2 separate regions of the Mus musculus genome follow, and region 1 is linked to region 2. Evidence: chromatin contacts called from public Micro-C data. All regions are on one chromosome and are shown on one strand. Each heading gives the region's core, a stretch centred on a gene start, on an enhancer-like site or on the middle of the called end of the contact. The rest is flanking DNA. Distances are from core to core; before and after follow the strand shown.

What was found. A called contact is a pair of places that touch in the nucleus more often than the background predicts.
Region 1: a contact with region 2 is called in a Micro-C map of embryonic stem cells, with 3 times the contacts expected there. The contact joins the promoter of Celrr here to the enhancer-like site in region 2. A contact is called at or near these places in 1 of 39 promoter capture datasets (embryonic stem cells), 2 of 484 Hi-C or Micro-C datasets (embryonic stem cells and nephron progenitors), 9 of 115 datasets of contacts at active chromatin or transcription factors (bone marrow-derived dendritic cells, embryonic basal ganglia, embryonic fibroblasts and 3 more) and 1 of 9 other capture datasets (embryonic stem cells).

What each region holds. Positions count from the first base shown.
Region 1 is chr1:121,085,747-121,089,046 of GRCm38.p6, forward strand. Celrr (cerebellum expressed regulatory RNA) reads left to right here and starts at 1,659. Exons shown (of 3, transcript NR_110450.1): 1 at 1,659-1,810.
Region 2 is chr1:120,641,807-120,645,152 of GRCm38.p6, forward strand. It overlaps a transcript of 2610027F03Rik not described here. Among named protein-coding and RNA genes, the nearest start is that of Gm34352, 27 kb to the left of the region's middle. Within about 2 kb of position 1,780, at least 24 of the 459 cell types and tissues checked have an H3K27ac peak or open chromatin away from gene starts, as enhancers often do. A contact at or near this core is called in embryonic basal ganglia and embryonic stem cells, where this site is marked.

The sequences.
Region 1 (3,300 bases), core at 409-2,908, 440 kb after region 2:
TGTGTGTGTGTGTGTGTGTGTGTGTGTGTGTGTGTGTGTGTCCTTATACTCTTATGAGGGAATAGAAAGCTTTCTGGACAGTTAGCCTGGTCTACTCCACAGTGAACATGAGACCTTCTCTTAAGCAAGATGGAAGGAGAAGACTGATGATAACCTAGGTTGTTAGCTGACCTCTACATGGGGTGGAGAAGTTTAAAAACCACAATAGACAACCCTCTCCAAATATTCACACACACACACACACACACATATGCTGACATGACCATGTTAGTTCTCCCACCAAAGGCATGGATTCTATCATGATTTTGTGGCATTCATATTATATTACAGCTGTATAAATCATCCTGCAGACAGTTGCACTGTTATTGAACTGACAGTTCTTAGGAGACATAACGAAAGCAATACCAGCATGTGTTTCACCACGGCCCCTTAGACACTGCACTTTACTCTTTCACAATCGGGAGAGGCAAAGTGTTGTTTGAAGTGTAACTGCAGTATGACCAGGTATGGAAATGGGAGGAACTAATACTAAGTAATGCAAGCCAGTGGATAAAAGCTGATTTGAACACTAGCAACTTCTTTATTTTTTAACCTTGATGTCTGTGTGTGATGAATTTGCGTGCGCTTTTGTGTGTGTGTGTGTGTGTGTGTGTGTGTGTGTGTGTGTGTGTGTGTGTAAGTCAGAAGACAACCTATGTCCTCCTAGTTTGAGCCAGTATCTTTTTGTGATGTCTAGCCTTGTAACATGCCAGGAAAGCCAGTCCACCAGCTTTGGGGGATTCTCTTGTCTGCCTCATGGCTGGTTATACAAATACTGTCCAGTGACTTATATGGGTCCCAGTGATCCGAACTCGGGTCCTCACACTTACACAGCAAGCACTCTACCAACTGAGCCATCTCTCCAGGCCTCTGGCAACTTCTGAAGGTGAGAGTGAAAGACAGGAGGATGTGAGGGCCCTGTTGCATCAACCTTGCCCAGTTCTGGGCATTCGTGAGTGCCTTCTAGTCTGAGGGTATTATTTGCCAACAGGCTTTCAGTGGTTCCAAACGAGCCCTGCGCTTATGGATTTTTTAGGTTGATGAAACCACACCTTGGAAAGGAAACAAGAATTTTGAAGCCATTCACCAAAGACCAAACACCCAATTTACAGACAGCCAGGGCAAGTCTTAGTGGGTTGTGTTTGCTCTTAAATAGTTGGCAGTGGAAATTACAATTTTCTTCAAAACAGCATTGAAGAAACCTTTCTGTTTCCACTTACTCCTACTCCTAAGTAGGACCTCACATACCGGCTTCTGTCCACCGTCCACCTTATACCCTAATAGGCAGACTCTTCTACCTCTGACCCCAGGAAATAGGAAGCAAGTGTAGTCTGTGTTTTGTTTTGTTTTGTTTTGTTTTGTTTTGTTCAAGGTTGCTCTCTCTCTCTCAGGCTCCAGTAACTGGTGAGAGCTATCCCTAGCCAGAGAAGTTGGAGTGGGTGGAGATTAGGAGTGGGTTGGGATGTGGGGGTGGGAATGGAGAAGCCTAGTGCTGCCTGGAATTCCAAAATGGGAAAGAGACCTCAGCTGCTTTCATATGGAAATTGGCCTGGAAGCTGACTTTGTCTCTGCACAGAACCCTAGCCAACACCAAGTTCAGTGAACCTAACACACTGTTCATTCAGCCATTGAAACCCAGCAGAGGAGCAGGCAGGGAAGGGAGGGTGGAAGGACAGAGGCTCCCCTTTCTTCTGGGCTTGGTTCCGGAGGAGGCCAAAAGAGAGTTTACCAGGGAAGCAATTTGAAGGCAAAAGTCCACTCTAAAGTGAAGGTGAGTTTGCACTGGCTGTAAGTGGAAGAAGGGGAGAAAAGAAATGGGGGTGGGGCGGGGGGTGTCCATGATCTGCAACTGACCTTGAATGGGTTAATGTGCTCAGTGTGTCCTAGAGAAGGAAGAGGCCTTGCTGGTAACCAGCTCCCGCAGAGGCACATCCCCACCCTTCAGAAGACCCTTAATGCGAACGTTAATGGTATTTCTCAGGTTTCCTCTGGACCAGTCTTTGCCGCTGCTGTGTTTGTTCCCAGCCTCACTCCGAGTCAAGGAAGCACCTGAATCCACAAGAGGCTAATGCACTTCTTAGATACTTTTTTGGGGGAGACAAGTTTCCTGTCTTTTGTCCTTGATTTATTATTGCTTTTATTTGTTCTCCTCCATTTAGTTCATTTTATTCTGATTTTAAAAGAACAGCTCGCAGGCCCTCCTATTTTCATGGAAATTGCTCAGCAATAACAATTTCAGATAGCTCGCAGAAGAATAGTCATCATGCCAGGGCCAGTTCACCCAAGATGCTTTGCAGGCATTTCACATAACAATTTACTAATTAATGGCAAATTAAATGGAATTTAGTAAGAAGAATCAGAGGTTAGAGTGCCGGTATATATTATGTATAAAAAAGGTATGCAAATATCTTCAGCCCATTTGTGGTTCATAAGTGGGAAATAATAGCTTTTCTGCTCAGAACCCTCACAGACAGGAGGGCTGTTGCATCGAGGCAGAACTTCAAATTACATATAATTCTAATTTTTTAACAGTTTCGTTGATTATACATTGTGCCTCCATTTTCCAGATACAATGAACTTAGTCTTCCTTGTTTTAATAGTTTAGAGTTATGGAAAGTCACCTATACTTTGCTGCTTATATTAACTGCATATTGAAGGCTAGAAGTCATGTTTGGGAAAGTTTTTACTATTGACCTAGTTAGCTTTGATTGTCGACTTGGCACAACCTAGGAGCCTCAGATAGGATTAGCTTATGGGAGGTCTGTGGGGAGTTTTCTTGATTGTTAATTGATTTAGGAGGGGCAAGCTCACTTTGGGCAGCACTTTTACCTGGGCTGGTGGCCTTGTGCTGGGTAAGAAGTCTAGCTAAGCATGAGCTTTCGAGCCAGCAACCAGGTTTTCCAATGGTCTCTACTTCATGTTCCTGTTTGAGCTCCTGTCCTGACTTCCCTCAGTGATGGACTATGACCTAGAAATATAAACTCAATGAATCCTTTCTTCTCCTAAGTTACTTTTAGTCAGAGTGTTTTACCACAGTGACATAATAAAACCAGAACGATCACTGATTCCAATCTCCTACAGTAGATCCAGTACATACTGGAAAACTACAGGCTTTCTGCTTTTGTAAATAAAGCTTTATTGGAATACAACTACATGCATTTATTTGTAGCTTGCTCAGGGCTGCTTTTGAATCACTAATGCCACGTATATTTGAAGCACATAATGACTGCAACATTTCTAATCTGGCCTTTAGTATATAAA
Region 2 (3,346 bases), core at 530-3,029:
TGCCTAGCCCCACAGAGACTTGATGTGCCAGGGTAGGGGGATTCTCAGGGCATGCTTCACCCTCTCAGAGGAGAAGGGTAGGGTGAATTTAGGGAGGAATTTTGGGAGGGGGCAGCGATCAGAATCTAAAGCGAATAAATAAATGTTTTAAAACGGGGAAAAATGAAAAGTACAGTCATTTAATAAAAGATAAGGTATAGAGAGATTGATGTTGATCAAGGGCTTCTATATATGCCATTCTTGAGCTTGTACACACACACACACACACACACACACACACACACACGCAGAGAGAGAGAGAGAGAGAGAGAGAGAGAGAGAGAGAGAGAGAGAGAGAGAGAGAGAGAGACTGAGCCCAGAGATCCTGTTTAGATCATTGAGGAACTTGGAGTGTTTGGAGTAGCCCAAGAGGCCAGAAAATTGAATATATAAGACTTCAGTGGAAGTGTGTGTATATGTTCTCCCTATGGGGAAACTATAGACATTTTCAAGCTACAAAGTAGAAACGGAAGGGGAAGCTATGCTGAGGAGTCTGAATCAATGTGGCCATATTTCTTGGAAGGTAACATGATGAAATAGAAGAAAGTACGGACAAAAGACAGACAGAGCCTCTAGCAGAGGTTGGCCCTGGCAGAGGATGGAGAAGGCAGATCTTAGGGATCTTAGCAGAGGGAGTCCAGGACGGGGGGGGGGGCAGGTATTGAGGGTGAATGCTGGCTCAACCCTTTCCCCACATTAGACCTCTGAGAAGGGAGGCACAGAGACCGAAGACAGTCCACAGAGCCCTGTGTGGGGCTCAGTCAGAGGTTGGAGATGCATTACAGTTCAATTTGTAGAGGACTTGCCCAGGATTCAGGAAGCCCTGGTTTCCTCCCTAGTACTACAGAATCCTGGCATCGATGGTGCACAAGGTAACCCCAGCACTCAAAGGTGGAGGCAGGAGTGTTAAAGCTGTGGTCATCTACCACACAGAGAGTTTCAGGCCAAACTGCGATACATGAGGCCCTGTCTCAAAGTAAACGAGTAAATTTAACAAAAGGAAAATAGAAAAAGGGGAATGTCAGACTTAGTCGTGGCTTCCTGCTGTTAGGACACTGGTTAGAATTCAACGAAATATTTTATTTACATTTATGTGTGTGTGTTCTCTCCCTCTTTCTCTGTGTAGGTACTCTCTCTCTCTCTCTCTCTTTCTCTCCATGCATGCACACATGCAGTGCCATGGTGCATGTATGGAAATCAAAAGACAACTTCCAGGAACTGGTTCTAGAAATGTTGGGTCTGAGGATGGAACTAAAGTTGCTGGGCTTGGCTGCTGTCTCAACAGCTGATTCATTACTTTTCATCAGGACCTTTCCTGTATTCAACAAATTGATCAGGCAAAAATCCAAAAATGTGGCCATTTTCAAGCCTGTTGTTTGCTTTTCAATGTTTGTGGTGCCCCCCGCCCCAGAACCCTTCTCTGTGTGTGCACGTGCGTGTGCGTCCTCTCTGCCACCGAGTTCCTTCCGCAGTGTCTGGAGTGTTTTTAGGGTGAAAATCTGAAGGGCTTCCCTCTGCATATTCCTGGTCTCTGCAGCCTCTGCAGATCTTTCCTCCATTACCACTTGCATATCGAGGAATTTGCTACAGTAAGGTAAGGGTTTGTGAAACAAGCTTTATCGGGATCAGAAGGCTCCTGGGCAGAGCTCTCCAGTATTTAGACTAGGACCACTCTTCCTATATCATTGGCAGACAGTTGAGCATGCACGCCGTGGTCTGCTGCTTAGCGGGCAGAAAGCCTGGATTCCATCCGTTGCATGGTCTAAGCAGGTGCAGGTGTGTGGTCAGTGGAGAGCCTAGTAAGGCATCGGCCAGGGCCTACTAGGACAACTGACACCTCTCTACCCCATCTCATCGCGGAAGTGCAATTGAGTCTCAGTGTGCGGGCAAGAGAAGAAATGATTTTTTTTTAAAATTTACTACAATGAAATCTCAGCTGCAGGAAAGCTAGGACCAAAGCTTTCCTCCCCCCCCCGTCCCCCCTCCCCCGCATCCAACTTAACATTGTAAGCATTTTCCTTACAGCCTCCCAAAGTTTAAATATTAATTTGCCTGTAATTGGTGGAGAAAACAAACAAGCAATTAAAACCGCTACAGAACTGACTTTCTCTTTCCCGTGCCTGGCCCTTCCCTTTCATTTTGCTCCCACCGCCTAGAACTGGCTGTAAGACAATAGGACCCCAGGCTGTGTGGAATTCTAAGCCCCGCTTGCCTTAAAGCTACAATATGGATTTAATTTATATGCAAATGAAAGCAATAAAAAGGCAGACACTGTAGAAATTATAGGGTTCCCCCTCCCCTCCTTTTCTTAGGAGAGCACAAATCCTTTCTCTCCTCTTCCTAGGAAGACCTAATTATTATTGGTTCTCGCCACCCCCCCCCCCAACTCTGGGTGTAAACTGGGCCGTTTAAGGAAAACAATAGAATATTGGAGCATTCCGGGAATTTCACAGTCTGACTGTCTCCCCCCTCCTTCCCCCCAACAGGGCATGCTGGGGTTCTTCTGTTGACCAGCAGAACGCAGACCTGATCAAAGGCTACCGGAAGCCTTAAGTAGACCAAAATGGGGGCTCAAATATGCTAATGGCTGAGCTAAATATACTTTAATCCTGTTATAATACAAGGTAACTTGGAGGCAGGGAATGGGCCTGGTGGCTTTAGCCTGGATGGAGGGGCCCTCCCGGGGCACCCCTGTGAGTGTTGAATAGAAGTTGCTTCCTATTCTTTCTCTGGTTGGGGGTGGGGTGGGGGCTTCCTTCCTCAGATGCCCACACCAGCCCCGCCTGTCGCGTTTACAGAGTGTCAACAGTTGGGTGAGCAAACCTCCTCAGTGCTTAGATCAGTATCCTGTGACCTTCCACATTGAAGCACGCCATTCAGCCAAGCCTTCCAGCTGTTGCCTGAATGGGCGAGAGGTTTTTTTCTCATCTTCTTCTTTCTTCTTCTTTTTTAGAGTAGGGCATGGCTTAGGAGGACACTAGGCAACAGTTTTAAATTAGAACTTCCCCACCACCCAGAGCCAGGGGGAAGCCTAGCTACAGGGCTGGCAGATGTATTTTGGAATGGAGCTAAGCAGGCCTGGAGGGAAATGGGCTTCTCAATTCACTTTCTGGACCCAACATCAGTCTTCCTGCAGCCAAGGCCTTAGGCCACACCTTCTGGCAGCCTCAGCCTTATCTACTTTAGACACAGTTTGAGTTGGAAGATCTATGTCAGTTCTTACAGAGCCAGGCCTACTGCTGGTATCAGAAGGTTAAAAAAACAGCTCATATTGAGGCCTAACTTCAGAGTCAGGAGCTCAATTCCA